Linked DNA regions of Rattus norvegicus: region 1 is linked to region 2. The links are chromatin contacts, called in public Hi-C maps. All regions are on one chromosome and are shown on one strand. Each heading gives the region's core, a stretch centred on a gene start, on an enhancer-like site or on the middle of the called end of the contact. The rest is flanking DNA. Distances are from core to core; before and after follow the strand shown. Region 1 holds the start of Pex10 (peroxisomal biogenesis factor 10). Region 2 holds the start of Pank4 (pantothenate kinase 4).

The links. Hi-C and Micro-C count contacts between places; a contact is called where the count stands out from the background.
Region 1: a Hi-C map of hepatocytes shows a contact between it and region 2, with 2.2 times the contacts expected there. The contact joins the promoter of Pex10 here to the promoter of Pank4 in region 2. A contact is called at or near these places in 4 of 12 Hi-C or Micro-C datasets (Schwann cells, hepatocytes, mammary epithelial cells and 1 more) and 1 of 1 datasets of contacts at active chromatin or transcription factors (oligodendrocytes).

The regions. Positions count from the first base shown.
Region 1 is chr5:170,905,723-170,912,127 of GRCr8, forward strand. It overlaps Pex10 (peroxisomal biogenesis factor 10), which reads left to right and starts at 4,414. Exons shown (of 6, transcript NM_001109405.1): 1 at 4,414-4,610; 2 at 5,284-5,364; 3 at 6,148-6,405. The coding sequence starts at 4,505.
Region 2 is chr5:170,803,169-170,809,298 of GRCr8, forward strand. It overlaps Pank4 (pantothenate kinase 4), which reads left to right and starts at 4,581. Exons shown (of 19, transcript NM_133531.2): 1 at 4,581-4,708. The coding sequence starts at 4,585. Hes5 (hes family bHLH transcription factor 5) reads left to right here and starts at 1,409. Exons shown (of 3, transcript NM_024383.1): 1 at 1,409-1,514; 2 at 1,601-1,766; 3 at 1,857-2,176. The coding sequence starts at 1,461. The coding sequence ends at 2,137.

The DNA.
Region 1 (6,405 bases), core at 3,164-5,663, 100 kb after region 2:
TGGTAGATCCCCGCCTGCTGTTAAGGCTGCTACTGCTCAACCACCATCTCCCAGCGAACCCTGAGTCAGGAGGGGACCTGTGCTCATTCTCCTGAATGGCATACTACAATGCAGGTGGTAGAACCTTCATCCTCCTGTTTGACAGATGATAGAGGTGAGGATTAGGAGACGTGGAGACAGAAGCCACACCTGAAGTGCAGGTGTCTGCCCTACCCATTCCCCACAATGCCTCCTGCTCCAGATTCCACTCTCTATGTCAGGGGGCTGATGGGTAAGGCAATGGAACTTCATGATGGTCTCTAGCCCTCCGGCCCCCGACAACTAGTTACACTGTCCCTAGCCCTGTCCAGGAAAAGCCTAAAAGGCCCTGACCTTCCCGGCTCATTCCACTCCCAGCCTAGATTCCCTCAGGCCTCACTAGCCAGAGATCACTCTTTAATGTATATCCTATAGTGTCTTAGAGTGACCAGCCCTCCTGGTCTTCATCCTACAGGCGCAACTAGAAAGCCAGCCCATTACATCCCCGCTCAGTTACAACTTGTCCACCAACCTTATGCTGCATGTGCCCGTGTCCTCCAGGACGGGGGGCCCCCTCCTCCTCTGGAAAACATTTCCAGATCTCCACTCCCGGGGACCATTGTGCCAGCCCGTTATTATCTGGCCACCATTCAGGACGATGGCTACGGTGTGAAGACCCCCTCGTTCTGCCAATAAGGTCTTGGGGCGAGACCACCCATTCCATCAGCAGGGGAAGAGCTGTGAGTGAGTGGGACCAAACAAATCTGAATTCAAACACTACACTGAACAACCTCTAACCTGAGCTAATGCCACCAGGACTGAACTCCTTCTTTCCCAGCCCCAGGGCTCTGTTTCAGTCCCAGCTCCAAATTCTGAGAATGGAGAAAGGCCCAGACCTCACAGTGGCTCAGCACTGGGAATCCAATTCTTTTTTCTTTTCTTTTTTCTTTTTTTTCTTTTGTCTCCAGGGTCAACACAGAAACACAACACCTCCTACTCTGGGTCCTGGCTAAGGGCCCACCTACCTGTGCCCCCAGAACAGCTCAGAGTCCCTTCTCACCTCCAAGAAAGGTTTAGCTTCCCTGTCCCAGTCCTACCCTCACTAGCAAACCTACAGGGAAGAGGAGGAGGCTCCCAGAGATCTCTGCTTACCAGATAGAGCCTCCCAGGCTCAGTTCTGGGACCTCACACTCCCTCCCAGTACCCCCACCCTTTCTTGGTGCCCACAGTACCTCCAGGGCTCCAATCTGCAGCAACCAGAGCAGCTGGCTGTGGGGTGCTCTGAGCTTCCAGTCTGCCTGCCCTGGGTGGAGGAACCTGTTTTCCGGGTTTGTGGCTCCTGTAGAGGGGCCTCTTGCCTAGGGCAGGCCCCACCCTAACAGTCACGTCCCTGTAAGTGAGTTACTCCTGGGCGGGTTGTTGCCCAGTCCCTCTATCCCTCTGCTGTTAAAGGGTGCAACAGGAAACATAAGGAAGCCTAGCTTTCAACCCTGCTCCATGCCCCGGGTGGTGGTGCAGGCCTCCCAGAACCCATCAGACTTAGGTTGCAGTCCTAGTCCTCTCCCTGTTCCTGCACGGAAAGCATTGACTTGTCCCTCCTCTGGTTCCCAGGAGACCAGATGACAGGTGAGGGTGGGGGCTCTACAGGATCACCTGGTAACACCCTTGCCTCGAGGCAGGTGTGGCCCCACTGTACAACCCCAGGGCCAGATCCAAAGAAGAGAAATGGAGTTTTCTTGTTTGGCAGCTGTGTAGCAAGCCCCATTATGGGTGTGATGTATACAGCAACCACCAGAATGGTAAATCCCTGCTAGGGGCAGAGGGAAGATTTGCAAGGAATCAAAGACACTCGGGCAAAGGGAAGTCTAAGTGTGCCTTCATTGATAAGTCAGCTAGTTGGTGCTAGAAGGTTTAACCTGGGGTGCAGAGGTGGGGTGGGGGTGGGCACAGAGCAGATACAGAGGAGCCACCTGCTCGGCATCCCCTCCATGTTCCCAGGGCTCTCCCAAGTTCTGGCTTACTCTGTCCCTGGCCTCCATAACAACAGAACTATATTAAAAATTCTCAGATAGGGCTGGCAATAGAGCTCAGTGGAAAAAAAAAATGCTTGTTGCACCAGTATGAAGAGCAGAGTCCAGATCCCTAGAGCCCACATAAATAAGTATCTGATGGATGAGGTGGCCCACCTGAAATTTCAACCTTTGCAGGTGGAGGATCCCAAAGTAAGTTAGCTAAGAGGACTAGCCATGTGGGTAAGTTCTGGGTTTGTTTCAAAGACCCTACTCCAATGAAGAAGGTGGAAGAGCAATCCAGGAGGATGCCAGATATCATCCCTGGGCCCCCCCACACACACACTCACATGCATGCACACACATGTGCACACATGCACACTCACATATGCACACACAAGCAGTCATATGCACATGCACACATGCACACACTCACACACATGCACTCACTCACATGTGCACACACACACTCATACACCACACATCTACATATGCCCATACATATACAAACATGCATATACACACATGCATACGACACACACAGTAAATATAATTTAATTTAATAAAATCAGAAAACAGAGTGGCCATCCGTGGTCAAGGACATCAGGCAGGACAACAAAACTCCCAGTGTGTATGACTTTAGAAGCAGTTGTTGAGAGACAAAACTGTAAACGCTGCCTCAAGGGTGGCTGACCTTTGCTCCAGAAGCTTCTGTGTCAGAGACGCAGAATTCCTTCCTGTCCCAAATCCACTACCAACCTGCATCTCTATGTGTGCCCAGACAATCCCTGTAGTCAGAGCTGGCATAATGGGCTCTCAGTAGACACCAACTGGTTACTGCCATTATTTCTGGTCTATAACCAGAAACCTGAGGCTCACCAAGTGAAGGAATGTACAAGCCATACCTTGTCCCTCACAGAGCTCGGGAGGGCCCCAAGGCGGGCAGTCAAAGCCCAGCCCAGAGATGCTCCAGTGAAGTGTCCCCAGGGAATGTCACTGCAATTGACAAGAGGGAATTATGGTTGTCTCACAGATTGGGGTGGCCCTCAAGCAGACCGGGAGGTGCATATGGGAGAGTCAGGGCCAGAACTAGAACTGTCAAGCACTCTGACACACCTCTGGTGCCTTCCCTAAAACCCTCAGGAGCCTGACCTTTCTGTCCTCCATCCTTGAAGCAGAGGGAAGAGTTTACAAGGAGCAAAGTCACAGGTGCAGGCTCAGGCCCTTTGGGCTTCAGGAAAGGGGTAGTCAAAGGGAGGTGGCAAGGGGCACATTACTCTTCAGCAAGCAAGAGCTCTTGTTCTACCACCACCTTAGATATTCTGGAACCCTGAAACACTGAAGCAAAGGGGGACTCGAGGCCATATGGTCATCTGGGAACCCAGAGAGCTGATCTACAATGATGTCACTATTCTCAGGGCACTTGCCCTGCCACTTTCTCTCCTCACTGAAAGGCTTCTTGTTTCCCCAATCTACGTGGAATCTCTTTGGGTTAATAATCTTTAGCTGCCCAAACTGGTAGAAAAATGGGCTGATGGCTCCACCTGCTGGTCATCCTGGGTTTTGTCGCTTAGGAAGAATCCTTGAGAGGAGTGTTTTATTATACAGCCCACAAAGGAGGAACCTGAGGGTCAAGGCACTGGTAAACAGTTGAGACGAGGTCTGTGCCTAGGATTTGAGCCCCTGGAGAAGCACATTTAAGCCGAATCTCTGGAAACAACAGATACTTGAATGGTTTTTCTGGTCTTGTTCCCGATAACTGAGAGAATCCAAAAATGCAGTCGGGTGTAAGGATCAGTCCAGGAGGGGACACTTAATACAGGCCATATACCATGGTTATGCTAGAAGTGAGCTTCTGAGTTTGAAGAGAAAAGTCTTCCAGGGACACAAAGCAGCCTCGGGCCTTCAAAGAATCTGCATTTCGAACTGTCATATTTGATTTGGCCAGAAGCTTGTGCCTCTGCATGAGCCGTGACTGCCTCCTGGCAGTGGTCAAAGGTACTATCTGAAATTGCCCAACCCAAGCAGAGGAAACCAGGGCATAGGCAGCGAGAGGAACTCCAAACGGGAACTGGGGACTTTCATAGTCCGTTGGGATCACGGGGCTATCCTAAAAGGTTCACCCCTGCAGTCCCAGAGACACGTACCTCCTGCCAGAAAACGGGACCTGAATCAGGCCAAAAACTCACCTGAGAGGCTGAGCTCTCTAGGGGTTCTACCCACATGTCCCTGTCAGTATACGCCACTTCACTGTGAGGCTCCACCCTCCAAGCACAGGCCACACCCCTCCCTGAGTATCCCCGCCCCTCCTGCATGGTCCCGCCCTTATCCCCGCCTCCACGGATATCACGCCTAGGCCCCGCCTTCGCCCTCGTGGTCTTTGCGGCCTGCGCCCCACGACAGAGGTACGTCGAGCGTCACAGGCCCCGCCCACGAGGTGCGCCGGCGCGGTGCGAGCTCACCGACCGAGTAGAGCCATGGCGCAGGCGGGTCCTCCAGAAGTGATCCGGGCGGCGCAGAAGGACGAGTACTACCTGGGAGGCCTGCGGAGCGCGGCGGGTGGAGCGCTGCACAGCCTAGCGGGTGAGCGTTCCGGGCACCCAGACCGGCGGCAGCTCCAAAGCTCGTTAGGAAAGCGGGGATCAAAACAGACATACACACTGCTGAACACATTGCAGGTCTCTGCCTGGCAGTGCCAACTAAAAGTGTTTCTCAAGCATTTGCCCATTTACTCCCCAAACGCTCCTACAGGTTGGACCTAACATTATTACTCTCATTGGTAGATACGTGGATCTCATAGGCAGGGATTTGGGATTTCAGAGAGACGAGATTTGATGCTAAACAGGTCGCCTCTGACTTATGTTCTTAGCGCTACCTAGACTTTCCTGGGGCCCCATGGCTAGAGCCTAACAGTTCCTAACTCGACAGTTACAGTTGAGGGGTTCTTAAGAGGTGGTCTTCGGGGGCTGGGGATTTAGCTCAGTGGTAGAGCGCTTACCTAGGAAGCGCAAGGCCCTGGGTTCGGTCCCCAGCTCTGAAAAAAAAAAAAGAACCAAAAAAAAAAAAAAAAAAGAGGTGGTCTTCGTCTCGGAGTCATTCAGGTCAACCGGGGCAGCAGAGGTGGTGAAGGGAAAGAGTTGTTAAGGGTCGACCCAGAAGGGACTTGACATGGACTTTACCTGACCCCTGGGAACTGGGGGAGTGATCTTAAGTGAACCACTTCACCTCTCCAGAGCTAATATTTTTCTCCTCTCAGGTGCAAAGAAATGGCTGGAATGGAGGAAAGAGATCGAGTTGCTCTCAGACATAGCCTACTTTGGCCTCACCACAATTGCAGGTAGCTGTGCTTGGCGGGTCCTTGGCACGGAGGGGCCCACAACCTATCCAGGTCTGCAGGGGATGGGGAAGGCTGCCAGGCAAACTGAGCAGCTCCTGGAAATCACCTGCATTAGTCTCAGGGAAGGAAGACAGTGGCCAGACGGGGTACTGCCCCAGATTCTTAAAGGCCTCTCAGCAGAATGGGACTTTCCTTTGTATGGGATGTGAGGCATTGCAAGATACAAAGCAAGACACTAACATGGGGGACAGAGGTTGCTATGGCCTATGAGCAGGGTCACAGTGAGACACATAGATAAAGAGCACAAGGTACACCACAGGTCTGGCTTCAGAGACAGGAGGTCAGGCTTCATCTTCTACAGGGTGAACTACAAGAAGCTTCAATCGGGGCAGGCGTAAGGGCTTTTTATCTCACTCCGTGTGACAGTATCAGGTAAGCAGCTGTATGTATGCCTGATACTTAGGACTGAGCCAGATGCAGACTGAGCCAATCTGGAAGGTAGAAAAGCCACAAGATTAGATCCCATCACTTGGACAAGGGGATAAGGGTTTGACAGAGGAAGGACTGGGAAACAGTAAAGAAGGAAGGGAACTGACAGGGGAAACAAGACCTGTTCCAGAGTGGCAGTCTGTGTGACATCGTGAGTTCACAGCAAGGCCACAGTGGGGTTTAACAAGTTGTGGTAGCCTTGGCTAGGTCTCGGGGTGACTGGTGAGGCTGGGGGGACACAAGCCGGCCTAGAAGCTTGTCCCTGGACCTTCACCACCGTGCATTAATCCTCAGGCTACCAGACACTTGGAGAGGAGTACGTCGGGATCATCCAAGTGGACCCATCCCGGCAGCGTGTGCCCTCCAGGCTCCGACGTGGAGTGCTGGTTGCCCTGCATGCTGTCTTGCCCTACCTGCTAGACAAGGCACTGCTGCCCCTGGAGCAGGAGCTGCAAGCTGAGGGCGACGGCACCCGGGCCTCCCAGGGGAGTCTGCTACCCGGAGGACGCAGCCGGTCAGGGGCACGGCGCTGGGTGCGTCACCACGCAGCTA
Region 2 (6,130 bases), core at 3,331-5,830:
GAATAGACCGCTTACAGCAGTGGGTCACTACCATAGCAGGAGGGGAGGGCACTATGAAGGCCCTTTGGTTCCTGAGCTCAGACATGGCTGATATCCATCCAGAGAACCTTTGTTTCATTCTGCACTGGGTACTGTTCTCTGACACCAGCCTCCTGTTTTGGACCTGGCTAGGTCTTAGGCTGCTCCTAGGAGGAAGCACAGGCCTCATCTCCTCCCTCAGCCCCTGCAGAATATTGGGGAAATAGTATGGGTTCCAGGTGGAGGGACACTCTCACACGGCCATCCTCTAGGTAGGGTCAGCTGGCTAGGCACCACAGTTACCCGTTCTTCCAAAGGGGCCCATCCAGGCCAGCACAGCATTCACATGGGGTCTTCTTCTCAGGTCTGCCACCTTATACCTCCCCACACACAAAATGCTGAGTGAAACCGGAAAACACACACACACACACACACACACACACACACACACACACACACGGGGGTGGGGGCGGGGAGGGCGGGAGTTTTGCCATGAGAGGAGTTAAGGGCAGCCAAGGTTTCCTAGAAGCCACAGACAGCATGGTCCTCCTGTTTCAGAGATGCGTTGTGACACCTGGTGACTGGAGAGCAGTCTAGATATCCTGTGGGTGCCGGGGGTTCCTGCGGGCTTCATGCTAGCAGGCGCTATCCAGCAGATTCAGCTAGCCTGGAAGTATGCCTGGCAGGCTCCACACTTAAGTTAACACCTAGACATTTCTAGCTGTGGAGAAGTCACTCCTCCCAAGTGACAGTTTGGGGAACTGGCAATAAAGCGCCTGAGTCCTAAATCCTAAACACCGTTGTCCCTCTCTCATCCTGTACCTGTGAATGGCACGAAGGCAGCATCTGTTTGAGAGAGTGTGGCCCGCTTTAACCCACTGTGCCTGTGGGCAACAGGTCCCAGCTGGGGAGGGTGCCCACTCCTCTGGAAGCCGCTGTCTGTTCATTGTAAAACTCCCATTTCTCTGCGCCTGTGGCCTCTGCCAGCCAGCGGTGGGGAGCCTCTGGGGAGTGGAAGGGAAGAAGGGAGAGAAGGGGGGAGCACTCCTTCCTGCCCTCCCCACCTCCCCGCGGCCTGGGAAAAGGCAGCATATTGAGGCGCGGGGCTCTCAGCATCAGGCCCCGGGATGCTAATGAGGGCGAGCGCGTTCCCACAGCCCGGACATTGTGCCGCGCGGCCCACCTGCTCCTCGGGGAGCGACCATTGTGCCCGCGCCAATTCACAGGCAATTTAGCGTGCGCTAATGGGCCGGCGCCTTTGTGCGGCCGGCGCCGCCATTGGCCGCTGAGTGTGGGAACGGCCGCGGCGCCCGGACCCCAGGCGCCGGGCCGCTGCCCGCGCCTATATAAGGCTGGCGTGAGGGGGTTCGGGCCGCGCCAGCCCGGGACGCCTGGCTCTGCTCGCTCCGCTCCGCTCGCCAATCGCCTCCAGAGCTCCAGGCATGGCCCCAAGTACCGTGGCGGTGGAGATGCTCAGTCCCAAGGAGAAAAACCGAGTAAGTGCCACTCGCCCGGCGCACGCCGTCCCGTTCCCCCGGGGCCTCCGGCGTCCGCCGCCCACCTGACGCATCTCCTCCCGCAGCTGCGGAAGCCGGTGGTGGAGAAGATGCGTCGGGACCGCATCAACAGCAGCATTGAGCAGCTGAAACTGCTGCTGGAGCAGGAGTTCGCGCGGCACCAGCCCAACTCCAAACTGGAGAAGGCCGACATCCTGGAGATGGCCGTCAGCTACCTGAAGCACAGCAAAGGTGAGCTAGGCGCCTGCGCCCGTGTCCTGCTCCCCACCGGTGTGGCTCCCACCGCGCGCGCCCCACTCATGCCGCTCGGTCTCCCCACAGCCTTCGCCGCGGCCGCCGGCCCCAAGAGCCTGCACCAGGACTACAGCGAGGGTTACTCGTGGTGCCTGCAGGAGGCGGTGCAGTTCCTGACCCTGCATGCAGCCAGCGACACGCAGATGAAGCTGCTTTACCACTTCCAGCGGCCCCCAGCTCCCGCCGCGCCTGTCAAGGAGACCCCGACGCCCGGCGCTGCGCCCCAGCCGGCGCGCTCCTCCACTAAGGCCGCCGCCTCCGTCTCCACCTCGCGCCAATCTGCCTGCGGCCTCTGGCGGCCCTGGTGACCCAGCGGCCGACGGGTGCCTGGAGCTGACCAGAGGACCAGCTCGTTCCTCTGTTCCTCTCGATGTGGGAAGACATTCCCCAGCCGCGTTTCAGCCCCAGGTTGGCCGCAACCTTCTTCCGAAGGCTCCCTCCCCAGGCTGGCTGGCCAGCAAGGGGGGTCATTCTTAGAGAATGTGCGTGCAGAGTTGTCATTTGGGGATAATCAGGGTCCACCCTCTGCCGCCTGTCCGACCCCATGGGGTTGTTTTGTGTTTGCATTTCAGCAAGTGACTTCTGCGAAGTTCCCGGTCGGTTTCCACCGGGTGTTCTATGATATTTGTAGAGTTGGGGGTTGGTTGGCTCACCCCAGCCCATAGAGTAGAGGACTTTCTTCAGGGCCCGTGACTGCTGGGCAAGCGCCCTGCGGGCGGGCTGTGCCCTGGGCACATTTGCCTTTTGTGAAGGCGGAACTGCAGGTGTTTCCTCAGAGGAAAGCACTCAGCCTGCGTGGGTGTAGGACCCCTGGGACCTCACCTTAAGGTCCACATGGCCTTGGCTGTCTGGTGCGCGCTCACAGTGGGCTGTCTGGGAGGGTGGGGTCTCCACGACGATCCTCAAAGGATTCCTTTGTATGGGAGGGTGCGTGTGGGCACAATTTTGTACTTAGAATTTGAACTCTTGGTTATGTGGGAGAACACAAGCTGTTCTGAAGGCTTCTAATAAAATATCAAGCCCTATGCCATGTCTGTGCCTCTCTGTGCATGTCTGTCCTTGGCAGCCACAGGGGTGGCCTGCCTCCCTCGTAAATGGAGGTGGAACAGTGGGATCTACCATGTTTCCAAACCGGGATCAGGACGGGTGCTTGCTGGTGGTCCTCTGACAGAGAAAAAGAGAGGGCAGGAGGAGCATATAGAGCTGTTGATGCTCTCACTGTGAACAAGACCTGGGTAGCTGCTGCGGTTCCCACTAGCTCCCAGGAGGGGGTCGGGGACGGGATCCTAACAACTGCAGACCCTCTGCTCTGTGCACTGAGAGGAAGCTGAAGGCCTAGGTGGATCTCTTGCTGCAGCAAGAGGCTCGGCTGTGCCAAACCTGAGAGAGTATCTGGTCCAGCTCCCGCTTCCCTTAGTATACCTGCTTAGCTATTTCATAAACACCCTCCCTCCCACAAGGTGACTAGGGCCAGGGCCGACCCATTCCATTCAGCCATGAACCTGGTAGGTATGGTCCATTGTCTGAGACAGGCTGTCTGTCTGCTTTAAGGTAGGCTATAGCAGGTCGGTCAAGTTCACAGCTTCCAGGTGTCCCAAAGGCAAAACCCACGGAGCAAAGAGTGGGGAGGATCTGGGTGTGTCTACATGTCTTCTGAGTGACAAAGCCACAGATGTGGCCCCTGCCCTGACTCTAACCTTTCCCACCCCACCCCCTTATTCCTTTCTATCTACTCTGCCAGTGACCACCTGAGGACCCTGCTGAGGCCCACACATAGCAAGCAAGGACAGACAGCCTCATCCGCATTCATTTAGCTTACCACAGGAGCAGCAGAGCATCTATGAACAGGGAAGGAGGCCACTGTCCTTGTGGAGTGTCCTTCTAAACACAGGCCTGAAGCTGCTGGGTCGCCTCACTCTCAGGAGCCCTGCCACCCTGGAGCAGGCTCTCCCATCCAGAATATGTCCACTCTGTTGGTATGCACATACAAAGCTTCCTCCTCCCTGAATCAATCTAGATATATGGTGACTGAGCCTGTACATCGCCTCAAACCTGTGCTCCAGGAACCGGGCAAGTCAGTCAGTGTCAGCCTGCAGACAGAACCTGAGAGCAAGATATTAAGTTACGAGAAGGGCCTCTTGGAGGACACAGTGCTCTCTCTCAAGGGACCTAAGTCAACAGGCACTGCAGATCACCTCCACTTTGAAACCCTGCCCCCTCTTCCAGGCACCCCCCACACACACACACTTTCTGCAGATTGTCATTGAAGTGCCGATCTTCCCAGTTTCAGACACATGTCTCTATCCCATATCCCTTCCCTATAGCTGGGCACTCCTCGAGAGTAGAGTCCTTAAAACTACTCCAGTTTACATGGGAGTTTTAGCACTGAAGGTCACGCGTCCTTGGGAAACCAGGATGATGGGGTGACCCTAGCAGAAACCACAGCAGCTTGCAGGGTCAACCTCACAGCAGGAGATCTGAAAGCAGGATCGCCAAGCTCAACCCAACTTAGCATCTAGCCAGCTCAGTGAAATAATATTCCAGAAGCTTGATATTGGTAGTTTGGAGAATAACGGCCCTCTCTTCCGCAGTTCTGGTCCCTAGGACATTTGTATAGGATGGTCCGGTGGCCCGGCCTCTCGCACAGGCGGAGGGGGCGGAGATCATTAGCATAATTTATGCACGCGGTCGTTTAGCAGTCAATTATATGCGCATATATTTCCATGGCTGATGAGGCTGGCCGGGCACTTTCAAAATGGCGGAGCGTGGAGCGAGTGGCGGCGGGAGCGGCGGGGACAGTCTGGACAAGAGCATCACGCTGCCCCCCGACGAGATCTTCCGAAACCTGGAGAACGCCAAGCGCTTCGCCATTGATATAGGTAGACACGGACCCGGTACTCGAGAGGGTGGCCAGAGCAGTGGGCACGGGAGGCCAGCGGGGGCGGCGGGAAGGACGAAGGGCGGGGGTGCGGGCCATGCGCACAGCCTCACGGGTCGCCGCACAGCCTCTTGGGACTGATAGTGTGTGTGCAGCGTCTAGGTGCAGGATCGAGCCGGCGGTCGGACTCCAGCTCCCGGTAGGCGCTGCGCGGTTGGAGCGGGGCACGTCGGGCCTCGTAGTCCGCGCAGTGCGGGTGGATCGTGAGGGCTCGGTGGAGGGACGGGCGGGGCGGGTGGCCTCGAGGGTCTTGGTCTGCTCAGAATCCCCTGGGATGGGGTTGGCCTTGGCCGGGCGGCGCAGTCCGCCGGAGCTCCAGCTTCACAGACTGCTATGGAGAGGTGGGGCCTGGACACTTGCCGCGAACGCTGGGTATAAAGCTCCCAGCATGGTCCGTGGCTTTGGGCTCCTGCACTACCTTTCCAAAGGCCGCTGCCTCCTGGGTGTCTGTCTGGTGGTTCACTTCCCTGCCGTTCCTCTACAGGCCCACCTAAGGTCTCCTTCCCACATTGGGCTGCCCACTAACAAGTCCTCGGGGAGGTTCTGTCAACGTGCTGGTGTGCAGATGTGGAGACCAAGGCACTGAAGAAGGCTAGCTTTCTCCGGGGTCTTTCGATTCGTAGATAGCAAATCCAGGATGGGAGCCGGCTAAGCGTCCCCACTAGTCCCACCCCCAAGCACTCTGCTCTGCTTCCTGTTGTTGGAGAGCTTTGCACCCAACTGCTTGCAGGCATTTACCCGTGTGCCGCTTGATGCCAGCGTGGTCAGCGAGGCCCCACACAGCCAGGCAACATCCGCTGTCTTGGACTTAACTCTATGAATGAATGGGTGTGCTGCTGGCGCTTAGCCTCCTTGAAAAGCCTGAGTTGTTAAGAGACTGTGAAGATTCTCTTTACTTCTGGAATATTGAATATGTTCCCTGCCCTCTTGCTTTTGGGTTGTTTCTCTAACGTGCTCTTTCTTGGGAGGAATGAGATGTGGATGAGAAAGCAAAGCTGGCCTGCTGGCCTGGCCTGTGCTCCAACTTTATCAAGGGCTTAGGAGGGTGATGGGGGAGTAGGCACCAGCCAAGATTCTAATAACACCTGAGATAAATTGGTGACTGGCTGTATATTGGGCTAGAAGTGATGAGCTTGCAGCCCCAGCAGAGGGGACTGTCCACAAACCAGACCTCTCCAAAGGCCCCAAGGCAGCTGTCCCAGGATTCTGAGACCTTCACTCCAGGGCTAGGTTTTGTGCTTTGCCCTGTGGTCTTACACTTCGTTGGGAAGGAGGCAAAATTAAATATGTCTGGAAAGCAGTTGGAAATGAATTTAAAACATCACCAGGCAGTTGAGAAAATAGGGCCCACCTCGGATAATCT